Linked DNA regions of Pan troglodytes: region 1 is linked to region 2. Evidence: chromatin contacts called from public capture Hi-C data. All regions are on one chromosome and are shown on one strand. Each heading gives the region's core, a stretch centred on a gene start, on an enhancer-like site or on the middle of the called end of the contact. The rest is flanking DNA. Distances are from core to core; before and after follow the strand shown.

The links. Capture Hi-C pulls out chosen DNA fragments and counts their contacts.
Region 1: a contact with region 2 is called in a capture Hi-C map of stem cell-derived neural stem cells, with 5 times the contacts expected there. The contact joins two enhancer-like sites. A contact is called at or near these places in 4 of 7 Hi-C or Micro-C datasets (blood, induced pluripotent stem cells and stem cell-derived neural progenitor cells), 1 of 1 datasets of contacts at active chromatin or transcription factors (stem cell-derived excitatory neurons) and 1 of 1 other capture datasets (stem cell-derived neural stem cells).

The regions. Positions count from the first base shown.
Region 1 is chr23:33,266,418-33,272,497 of NHGRI_mPanTro3-v2.0_pri, forward strand. No RefSeq gene overlaps it. Among named protein-coding and RNA genes, the nearest start is that of RNF185, 9.7 kb to the right of the region's middle. Within about 2 kb of position 1,689, at least 2 of the 24 cell types and tissues checked have an H3K27ac peak or open chromatin away from gene starts, as enhancers often do. A contact at or near this core is called in stem cell-derived neural stem cells, where this site is marked.
Region 2 is chr23:33,057,693-33,063,932 of NHGRI_mPanTro3-v2.0_pri, forward strand. MORC2 (MORC family CW-type zinc finger 2) reads right to left here. Exons shown (of 26, transcript XM_016938972.4): 7 at 5,033-5,192; 8 at 4,812-4,923; 9 at 4,354-4,479; 10 at 3,679-3,758; 11 at 2,857-2,939; 12 at 2,519-2,604; 13 at 966-1,106; 14 at 716-870; 15 at 484-612. Among named protein-coding and RNA genes, the nearest start is that of TUG1, 29 kb to the right of the region's middle. Within about 2 kb of position 4,174, at least 1 of the 24 cell types and tissues checked has an H3K27ac peak or open chromatin away from gene starts, as enhancers often do. A contact at or near this core is called in stem cell-derived neural stem cells, where this site is marked.

The sequences.
Region 1 (6,080 bases), core at 439-2,938, 210 kb after region 2:
TTTTTCTCACTTTCTGTGTGATCTCAGCCAAGTCTTTTTGCCTCTTTGGGCCTCATTGGTAAAGCGGAGATAATAACATTTATGCCATGAGGACTAATGTGAGTGTAACTAAAGTGCCTCAGTGACTGACACACAGTAGCCTTTGACAAATGAGATCTTCATTTAAGGAGGGCACTTGAGGGCAGAAGCCAGGCAAGATGGCGGTGTGACTGACCTGATATTCAGTTCACCAGGCTGTAGAATGTGGGCTCCTTCTATGTCCCCAGATGACTCCAGCCTGCTAGTGGGGTTCTAAGAAGCCCAGGAGATCCTTCCCTATACCCTGGGTTCAACCCCTAGCTCCACTTCCCCTCCTGGGCAGCCTTGGGCAAGTCAGTTACTTTGGCTGAATCCCTGTTATACACTCTACTGATTGGGATGCTTATGCCTACTTTTCTTTCTTCCCTGGAGTGCAGTGAAGATCAGAGTTGGGGAAGGAGCTCACTGAGGGGAATGCCTCACAGTAAGCCAGAAACTATAGGGAAATCCAGTAGAAACAAGGGGCAGAATGGGCTGTGAGAGCTCTACCTACCTGGACAATGAAGCCCCAAAGGACCTTGGGGTATGGGATAGAATGATGCTGAGTGCAAGATTCACTCCCCTCCTGTTCCAACACCACTTGACATCCTACCATGTCCCAGTACTAGAGTTGTCAGATAAAAAAAAAAAAAAAGTCTAGTTAAATTTGAATTTCAGAAAACAATAAATAATTTTTATGTAAGTATATGCCCAAACATTGCAATTATTATTATTTATTTTTATTTTTATTTTTTAGATGGAGTTTGCTCTGTTACCCAGGCTGGAGTGCAGTGGCACAATCTCGGCTCACTGCAATCTCCACCTCCTGGGTTTAAGCGATTCTCTTGCCTCAGCCTTCTGAGTAGCTTGGATTACAGGCTCCCGCCACCACACCCAGCTAATTTTTGTATTTTTCATAGAGATAGGGTTTCACCGTGTTGAACAGGCTGGTCTTGAACTCCTGACCTCAAGTGATCTGCCTGCCTTGGCCTCCCAAAGTGCTGGGATTACAGGCATGAGCCACCGTGCCTGGCTGCAATTTTTTTTTAGTTATCTGAAATTCTAATTTAACTGCATATCCTGTGTTTTTGTTTACTATATCTGGTAACCCTGCCCAGCAGGAGTGAAGTGAAGACACCCAGGGACTCTTCACCTCATTTCACAATGGAGGCCCTAGGAGGAGATCAGATTTGCCCAAAGCTCTGCGACATATCCACTATTTTGTTCTACACAAGGCCCCTTGGCTGAGGTTTAAACCTGGGCTGTTTGTGTTGGCTCTAACTCAGACAACTTAGCTCACATCCCTTCCTTCCCTCTTAGGGTTGGCCTGGGCCTTGGGGCCATTGACAGTCTCTGGGAGTCTAACTCACAAGATAGAATGAAGAGGGTGGGTGGACAGGGAGCATTAAAGGAGGATCAAGAGGCTCAGCAGGAGATCTAACTACAGAATGTGGCTCCTGGTAGACTAATAATGCCACTTCTATTTCTACAGCCAAAGACTCAAGTTCTCAAGCAGTTTTTAATCTTTGAATTTGCCCTATGTCAATGGCAGAGGGGAAATGGAGCTAGGGCTAGTCTCTGAGCCTCCTGACACCCAGGGCTCTCCTTGCTGCTCTGGGGTCTGGAGAAAAGGGTTAGGAAAGAGGCCCTCTGATGCCCAGACCAGGGAAATGGAAAGAGGAAGGCTTGTGGAAAAGCAGGGTGGGTCCTGCCCGAAGCCCCTGGAGTTTGGTCCAGCCTCTGCTGTCATCTAGTGGACACCCCATGCCAGTGCCTCCTTGAGACTCCTGAACAAGGCTGTCTGCTCCTTTCCTGGTTGGTTGTGCCTGCTAGCCTAGTCCTTCTTGGCTCTGATTTGCTATATGACCCTGAACAAGCCCTTTTCTTCTCTGGTTCTCAATTTTATCTCTTGGAACAGTGGTTCTCCAAACGGCAGCAGGCCCAATCTTTCTAAAACACAAACATAGCCAGGTCTCTCCACTGTCTACATCTGTCTTCTGACCTCTCTGGCCCTCATGCTGAAGCCTGGTGGGCACTGCAGGATCTGAGCCCAGCTGACCTCACCTACTCCCCACATCTCTGTTCTAACCACACGGAACTACATTCATATTCTCAATTAACACACTCTCTAAGAGCCTTTGCACATGCTGTTCCCTTTGCCTAAAACACTTTTCCCCCTTCTTTACCTGGCTTGTTCTTACTCATCCTTCAGATGTTGGCTTAGCCATCCTGAAACCACCTTTGCAAAAATTGTAACTGAGGAAATCATGACACTGAAAGAAATCAGACCTCACCGACTCCATCTTGCTTCTAACCTTTAAGCTGACCTTGTTCATCCCTGGGCGTAGGCCAAACTAACTTTGGGAAGGAATTCAGTTAATCATTTGACTCTGAAACAAAATTGGTAATAGCCCTTTTCCAAAAAGACCCTTTTCTTGCCTGGTGGGGACCAGTCTGTTTTTGCAAGACTAACAGATTAGCTACAAGATTAGAAATTACAGTTTAGGGTCATGCAGCCTCCGGCTCCAAGAGTCTGAACCTCCCCAAATTGCTCCTGGGGATAACATCAGTTTTGTAAAATCTAAGATCATTGCTTGAGGTATTTTGCAGACCCTGCACTGGATGGATCAGCTGACACTACCCAGACAAGTAATGTGGCTCAACCAGCTCTGCCATCCCGCCCAGGAACAGAAGACAGCAAGAAAAACTCCCTTCGACCCCCTATAATTCCATCTCCAACCTGACCAATCAGCACTCCCCACTTCCTAACCCCCTACAAATTACCTTTAAAAACTCTGATCTCCAAATGCTCTGGAAGACTGATTTGAGTAACAATAAAACTCGGGTCTCCCCCACAGCCGGCTCTACATGAATTACTCTTTCCCCATTCCAATTCCCCTGTCTTGATAAATCGGCTCTGTCTAGGCAGCAGGCAAGGTGAATTTGGTGGGGGATTACAATCCCATTCAGGAAGCCCCCGCCCCCACCCCCACCCCCAAGTCCCCACACTAGGATGGGCGAGCATACCTTAGGTCTCCACTGAGGACTGGTTGTGGTTTCAGGAGGGCATATGATTCTGGAAGAGGTCAAATGTCAGCCCAGGGGCTGACGGGTAGCCATGGGCTCAGGGTTCAAAATAACCTGATTTCCCATCCCACTATGCCAAGGTTGGACGCTGCGTATGACTATCAGCCAATGACTCCACCTCTCCAAACCTATTTTACAGATGAACAAATCAGACCATGTCTGCACCCACACTGGTCAACAGAATTCCAATGCTAGCCACAAATGTAATCTGAAATTTTCTAGCCATCGAGAACATAAAAGAAAGAGGTGAAAGTAATTTTAATAACACATTTTGTGAGCTGGACCTGGTGGTGCGCCCCTGGTGGCTGAGGTGGGAGGATCACTTTGAGTCCAGGACTTCAGGCTGCAATGAACTTTGATCAATCCTGCCACTGCACTCCAGTCTGGATGAGAGAGTGAGACCCGGTCTCAAAAAAAAGATTAATAATACACTTTATGTGATCCGATGTGTAAAATATTATTTCAATATGTAATCACTATTTTTAAATTATTAACAAGCCATCTTACACCCTTTTTTGGTACCAAGTTTTTGATATCCTGTGTGTATTTTATTTACACTTATTGTGCATTTCAATTTGGATTCCATCTCAAGCACTCAGCCACATGAGGCTAAAGACCACTGTTTTGGATAGCACAGCTCTACATGTAGCATTGGGGAAACAAGAATGATTCCCAGGTGTTTGGTCTGAACATGGAGGACAAAGGATAGGGTAATTTCTTGGTATGGAGGAGGGTGAATAAATGTGGTACAGGGTTGGGGAGAGTCTGAGGGCCATTGTCCCTTTAAGTGTTCATTGCCCTACATCCTGGGAAAGTTTCTAGACACCTGTCTGGGAGCTGTGTAGACCCTGGTTTGTGTAGACCCTGGTGGCTTGGTGCTAGTGCCTGGGCCTCCTCCTCGAGGCCTGAGAAGGGGTCGCGAAGTCACTCTCACTTCTCTCCCAGACCCCACAGTCCTAGGCTCTACCCTTTTATGCTGTCAAGGTGTAGGCATTCCCTCTACCAAAGATTTAGCAAAAAAGAAAAGTCAAGTTAATTTTGAATTTCAGATAAACAACATGTAATTTTTTTTTCTTTTGAGAAAAGATCTTGCTTTGTTGCCCAGACTGGAGTGCAGTGGCACAATCATGGCTCACTGCAGCCTTGAATTCCTGGGCTCAAGTGATCCTCCCACTTCTGCCTCCTGAGTAACTGGGACTATAGGCGTGCGCCACCACGCCTGGCTAATTTTTAAAACTTTTAGTAGAGATGGGGTCTATGTGGCCCAAGCTGGCCTCAAATTCCTGGCTTCAAGCGATCCTCCTGCCTTGGCTTCCCAAACTGTTGGGATTACAGGCATAAGCCACCGCACCCAGCATAATAATTTTTAAATGTAAGTATGTCCCAGGTGATATTTGGGACATATTTATATTTTTTAAAATTTGATGTTTATGTGAACTTCAAATTTAATTGGGCATATCCTGTATTTTATCTGGCAACCCTACTTCTAGTTCACCCTTCTGGACTTGGAAGCACTGAATCTGGCTCTATTTCCTTGTTGTGTGACCTTGGTCACATTTCCTCACCTCTCTGAACTTCAGCTTCCCTCTGTAAAGTGGCCACAAATACTTCTTTCCTCAATGAACTGTTAAAAGGACTCACTGAGGAAAGTATGCGAAAATGACCTCCAGGAGTTTGAGACCAGCCTGACCAACATGGTGAAACCCTGTTTCCACTAAAAATACAAAATAATTAGCTGGGCGTGGTGGCGCGCACCTGTAATCCCAACTACTCAGGACGCTGAGACAGGAGAATCGCTTGAACTCGGGAGGCAGAGGTTGTAGTGAGCAGAGATTGCACCACTGCACTCCAGCCTGGGCGACAGAGTGAGATTCTGTCTCAAAAAAAAAAGAAAAAAAGAAAAGGACCTCCCGGCCAGGCACAGTGGCTCACATCTATAACCTCAGTAATCTGGGAGGCCAAGGCAGGCAGGTTGCTTGACTCCAGAAGTTCCAGACCAGCCTGGACAACATGGAAAAACCCTGTCTTTACAAAAAATACAAAAATTAGCTGGGCATCGTGGCACATGCCTGCAGTTCCAGCTACTCAGGAGGCTGAGGTAGGAGGAGCACCTGAGCCTGAGGAGATTGAGACTGCAGTGAGCCAAAATCGCACCACTGCCCTCCTCCAGCCTGGGTGACAGAGTAAGACCCTGTCTCAAAAAAAAGAAAAAAAAAGAAAAAAAGAAAAAAGGAAGGACCTCCCCATAATGCCTGGCACATAGTAGGCCCAGAGCAAACATCTGCCCTTCCTTCAGTCTCCCAGATGTGCAAGGCAGCTCCACTGTCCAATGAGTGCCCCACCTCCCTCCCTCTCCACACTACCCAGGATCCCATAATTCCATAATTTCTCAGTGCCTTTTTGTATTGTCCTTCTCTTCACTAGTATTTCTTTCCCTGGTTTTCAGACTTTTTTTTTTTTTTTTTTTTTAGAGAAAAGGTCTCACTCTGTCACCCAGGCTGAAGTGCAGCGGCGTGATCATAGCTCACTGCATCCTGAAGCTCCTGGGCTCAAGCCATCTTCCCACCTCAGCCTTCTCAGTAGCTGGGACTACAGATGAATGCCACCATGCCCAGCTAAATTTTTTTTTGTAGAGACAGGGTCTTGCTACATTGCCCAGCCTGGTTTTGAACTCTTAGCCTTAAGTAATCCTCCCTTGTCGGCCTCCCAAAATGTTGATATTACAGATGTGAACCGCTGTGCCTGGCCAGCTTCCTGAACTTTTGGCCATGCCTCATCTTTGCTAGGAATATACTAGAATCCTCTGGAAAGGGCCTAATTCCCAAGAATAGAGTCCTGCTGACCTAGCTCTCAGAAGATTCCAGAATATGGCTCAGATACTACCTGGTGGCTATGTATCTAAACAAAAAATACTATCACTACCAGACGTGAATCTG
Region 2 (6,240 bases), core at 2,924-5,423:
TTCCTCACAGGCCCACCACAATGATGCCCCAGACTTTGTAGGCAAAGATCTTCACTCGGGCTCCAACTCTGCCTATCCTTAGAGAATACTAATTCTTCTCAGGGACACTGATTCCAGGAAGGATGGAAACTTAATATGCTGGACTCTTAACACCCCCAGCCCCTCTCCCTTTTTTATCAAGATCCTGGCTCAGTCATCCACGCACACCAGAAACCATGTGGTACCAAACCAAGTGAGCCTGGCCTGGCTGCAGCTGGAGAGGCCTGGGAGGACAGATGACCTTCTTTCTCACTCAAGAGGGACAGGTGAAACTCAGCAAAGCCTCAAGACTGAGCTCTCAGGGCCATCGTCAAACAGACTTGGATCCCTAGGGGACTGTAAGTCCATGAATGTCAGTCAAGTTAGGAGGCTGGCAGGAAGATAGAGAAAAGAGGCTTGTGGGCTGATGGAAATGAGTCGGGGGGGTCCAACCACCCAACTCACCGCACTGGATGGTGGTGGGGATTTCCATAGCTCTCCGGCGTTTGTAACGCAGCTCACTGGATGGGGGCTGGTTCCAGTTGGCAGAGAGGTAGCCAAACTCATCCCAGAACTTGATGATTCCCCTCTGGGCTGGAAAGCAAACACCGATACATCATGTTAGGAGCCAGCCTCTCTCTCTCCCTACATTCAGGTGAAGAGAAAAGGCAGAGGCCCAGCAGCCCAGCCCCATTACCGATGGCAATATCCTTCCAATACTGCGCCAGGTGCTCCCCCATTGCTCGGAGCAGGTGCCGGTACTCCTTGGCATCAGCAAAGTCCTGTTTGTTGTGTGTAGGCTCCAGGACCAGGTAGGGCACATCAACAACCCCAACAACCCCGCCACATGCCCTACAGGGAGAAAGAGAACAAGCTCTGTCACCCCACTGGCAACGCCCTCCTGCCAACTATCCTGGGCTAGACAGCTCTCCGTGGGTAGTACTCACATGCCCCCTTCCAGCTGTGGGCCCACTTTCTCATACATTTTGATCAGTCGGCTACAGTTGTAGATGAACATGCCATCCAGATCCCGGTGTTCAATGTTGACCCCAAAAACAAAATTCAGTTCCTTAGGTTCTTTAAGTGCTCTAAGAAAACAAAAAAACTCAAGCAGATCTACACATCGGCACACAAGCACCATAGTGTTTAAGATGTGTTAAGCTTAAGCTTAAACTTGAAACATGTTAAGCCAAAAGTTTTGTATCTCTATTTGATGTGTAACCTGTTAGACTTGATATGGACATGCACTGGGCACCAACTCAAAGCATCCCTAATTAAAAACATGAGTGTGGCTTTTTGGCAACAGGGATGGTTGCCAAACCATTCATATTCATTAAATATGAATTGTTTATTACGAAGCTGCTGCAAATCTGTGCAAAGACAATTATATGTTGGAATAAACATCAGGTTATCGTCATACCTTCCCCAAAATTCCACTAGTATGATAGTAAATTATTATAATTTTTTTTTGAGACATAGTCTTGCTCTGTCGCCCAGGCTGGAGTGCAGTGGTGCGATCTCCGCTCACTGCAATCTCTGCACCCTGCATTCACACCATTCTCCTGCCTCAGCCTCCCAAGTAGCTGGGACTACAGGTGCCCGCCACCATGCCTGGCTAATTTTTTGTATTTTTAGTAGAGACAGGGTTTCACTGTGTTAGCCAGGATGGTCTCAATCTCCTGACCTCGTGATCCACCCACCTCGGCCTCCCAAAGTGCTGGGATTACAGGCGTGAGCCACCGTGCCCGGCCAATTATTATTATTTTAAAAGGCAAAAATTCACAAGAATAATAAGCATGTGCAATAAGACACCATCATGTGATTACTATCAACAAAAACTTAGAGCTGAAAAGCAGATGGATGAGGAGTGGACTGACTTGCAGAGAAAAAACCTGAAACCCATGCCTGTGCCAAGGAGGCCAACAAGAGGCAAAACAGTAAATCAAGCCACAGAGTCCAAAGAGGATCCAGACATGGAGGTGGGACAAGCAGGAAACTTAATGATCCAGGACAAATGCTGGTTCTAAATGCAAAAGTATACAACACTCAATCTCCAGCATTATTCTACATACATAACCACTGAGGAGAAAATGAATATGAAAAAATATATATGTAACATAAAAAATAGGGTCGTATCACCAGGTGGTAGAAGTATAAGGGAGTTTAAAAATGTTACTCCTTAAACATTTTATATTTTTCAAGTTTTATACAATGAGCATTTTATACATCCTTTAAATGAAAAGAAAGAAAGAAAAAGGGAAAAGGTAAGACAGTGCCAAAGGATGGTTTTGGTGCTCGAGCCAAGGTTGTCAGCCCTGCCCTGTCTTTATGACTCAAAAAAGGGCTGGGGGCTAGGATTAAGACTTCCCTCCTGCAGGAGGCATTTGACAAGCATTTGGCATTAAAACAAAGCAGTCTTGGTGACAGAATAGCAACCTGTCAATAATCAGTCCAAAAGCTACGTCAGTTTAAAAGATCCAAGGACAGGCCTGGCACTCACCGCTGCTTGGCCTCCTTGATCCTCTTCTTGACATCAGCTTCTCTGCGCAGAGTGATGGCTCTGTTCTGGACCTGTCGCAACATCACCTGCACACATTGACATCAGGTGAGGGGAGGAGGCACTCTAGGCCACAGCAGGGAATATTGAAACATTACATCTAAGACATCTCAATTTATCTCAAAGATGTAAAACCACACCTGGAAATTTACTTCTTTCTACAGAAAACAGCCCTCACTGGGGACAAACTCAAAAGCTGTGTTTTACTTGACCAGGCTCATGGGACATGGGCTCCTAGTGCCAGAAACGCTGGAGAACAGCCGCCTGGGCCGGGACCTTACCCTGGAGTCCCGCGTGAGGTCTCCACCTAGGCGTACTTCTAATGTCCGAGCTTTGCTCTCTGCCTCCCGCGCCTTCTCTTCAGCTGAAACCCAGAAGAGAACATGGTAAGAAATGCAAAGGTTCTAAGAAATGCAAAGGTTCAAAACTCTTGGTCATCCCTCCTGGATCCACAGTACTGGACACGAAGTGTGTACACCACCAAGGAAAAGAAGAGTAGGGGGAGCTATGGCTGGTGAGCAATGTGAGGGCAGCCTCTGTGCCTGGACGGCAGTCAGTCACAGAAGGAAAATCTGGCATTCAAACCTATCACGGAGGCCCCAAGGAAACTTTACAAATGAACCAGAACAGGTTTTAAAAAAAAAAAAAAAAAAAACACCTAGGGCAACCAGTTGAACACTCAGCTTGAGCTGGAAGCTAAAGAAGTCTTCAGCCAATCACTCTCCAACAAGCAGCCGAGAAACCCTGAGAAACCCTGAACAGCGAGAGAGCCCCTGAGATGTTTGCCCTGAAGTTAGGAAAAGCAATTTCACAAGTATTTGCACCAGAGAACTCAGTGGGATTCTTCAATTGGGATAAGCCAAAGAGTTGACACTTTTAGGCCCTATAAATGGCTGAAGAAGAGAAAGTGGAGTGTAGAAAGAAGAAATGCTGAGGGAGTTGGCATGTAGTGAAAGGGGCTGCAAAGGAACTGAATTATGCTTCAGGAGACCAGCCTTGTCCCTGAGTTGTGGACTCAGCCTTTTCCTGGAACCCCACTTTGCCCACAAGCAGTATACCCCAGATGCACACCCCCCCAACTCCTGCACCCAGAGTGGCATTACCAATCCTTGCTACGTGCTCTGCTTTCTTCACCTCCTGCTCCGCACGGGTCTTGAAACGGCTTGACGTGTACTTGTACATCCTGATCAGTAGAAAAAGCAAGCTGATGGCCCAGGCAGCAGTGGGGCAGGTGGCACACCCAAGCACAGGAAGCACCCTGCCTTCCTGCCTCCTCCCAAGCTGTGCTGTCCTGGCCCCTCATGATGAGACAAATCTAAGCTCAATTCAGCAAAAAGATGTAATTCCTTATTCCACTTGCCCTTAGCCTCCTGCTGTCTTTGATAAGCAACCTCACCATTCACCAGGGTTGTCATTCATCCCACAGCAGAAACAAACCTCAGGAGTAAGCCAAGCCCACTGCTTTCCTATATAGTGTCTAAAGGCCCCTTGGCCCTAAAGCCAAGAGACTCAGACAGCTCACTGAGCCAGGCAGGGCACCCTCCCTGTCACAGAGGCACACACACTCAATGAGCTTAGCCAGCCACCTCCACAGCTGATCTGTCCCTCCCCTAGGACCCAGAACTGACCCTGTGACCAATCACAGGCAACTTAAAGTCCCAAACGTAGTCAGCACTGCCAGAGCCTCTTATATAGCATCCCTCTAACAATGCCCCAGAGAAACGCGGCCACATCCTCGACCCATGGGAGACAGCGGGCCAAGGGGCACTGGCCCCTACCTGGGCTTGTACAGGCAGCAGGAGAGCCTCTTGGTCTGCACCTTGTGCCCATGGATGAAGATCCTCATCCGGGGATCAATATAGAGCACAGCGGCATAGGCACGGAACGAGCGCCGCTCTGGCTTCCTGGAGAGGGCAAAAACAGAGAAGTGCTGTCACCTGCTTCACAACAGGCCTGACCAAGGGCACAACATCCTCTCTGCAGGCTCTCCACCTTTCCATGTTAGGTACTGACTTCTGCTGCTGCCCTGAACTGGTGCTCCCTTAGTGTGAGCACCACATCCCGCCCCTCTCACGTCCTCAGCACAGGTACCCCACAGGCAACTGAGCTGGCCCTACATACTACCCTACCACAGAACACTGGGCAATGAATGTGCTCTCCCCTCTTTCCCTGAAGCCATCTCCTGAGAGCACAAACGCCAGTTCCAGGGCCTCCCTCCCTTCCCAGCCACACTCACGTGCCCTCTGGGGACGTCTCTGCCATCTGGATATCTCTTGGATTTGAGATTATGTCTAGTTCTGGCTCTCCATTATCCATGAGTTTGAGATTGAAGATGATCACCAATGTTCCTGAGAAACAGAAATCTTTTGTCCTGCCAGATCCCCCGGCCCACCCCCACACTACTTGTGATTCTGGAGCTCCCAGATTCTAGGGGCTACAGGCTCAAAGCCTACTTACCACTGTCCCCAGGAATCTTCATAAACTGGGTCATCACTTCCTCCTCAGTGCGGAATGGAGAGTACTTATAGATGAGTTCTGTCTCAATGGCAAATTTCTCTACATTGTCTGTGACAGGTTCCCGGGTCCGAGCATTCCAGGTGGGCAGTGGGACTATCACCTGTGGAGTAAACATGAGCAGGCACTTTAAGGGAAGCCCCAGAACAGCCTTCCTCCCAAATGTGCATCTCTCTTGTCCCTCCCCACAGCAGCTCCACACTGCCCTGTAGGTGAGGCCCAAGCTCCACAGCCTGGCACCAGAGGCTCTGTGAGCTTCAGGGTTTCTGCCTCTTCCCAAGACTCAGCCACACAAGACTACTTCCTTCAGGAGATGTTGGTTTATGTGCTTAGGGTCTCTGCATGAGAAGTTCCCTGCTTGGGACGTCCCTGGTCATTTTCTTAATTTGGTAAAAATTCTACTCTTACCACTAGGGAAAATATATTTGCAATTATCTAGTGAATCAGTAAATACACATAACATAACCTAAAACTCAGCAATTCCACTCCTAGGTACATACCCTAGGAGAAACTTTTGTACATATGTACCAGTAAACATGTACAAAAATAACCCAGGCCTGGTGCAGTGGCTCATGTCTGTAATCCCAGCACTTTGGGAGGCTGAGGTGGATGGACTGCCCGAGCTCAGGAGTTCGAGACCAGTCTGGGCAACATGGTGAATCCCGGTCTCCACTAAAATACAAAAAATTAGCCGGGCGTGGCAGCGTGCGTCTGTAGCCCCAGCTACTCAGGAGGCTGAGACAGGAGAATTGCTTGAATCTGGGAGGCGGAGGTTGCAGTGAGCTGAGATCGCGCCACTGCACTCCAGCCTGGGCAACAGAGCAAGACTCCATCTCAAAAATAAATAAATAAATAAAAATAACCCAAATATCCATTCTAGAGTGGCCAAATTAAACTGTACAATGGAACACTATATAGTGATACAAATGAACTAACCACTACTAGCATCAACATGGATGAACAACATAAACACAGTGTTATATGAAATAGGATACAAAAAATACCTACAGTAAGAGTCCATTTCTAAAAAATTCACAAATAGGCAAAACTAAACTATTATTTAAAAATGCATACAAGGGTGACAAACTATAGTGAAAAAGAAGGAAATCATTATCACAAAAGTTACCTGAAGGCAGTTCCTTCGGGGGCAC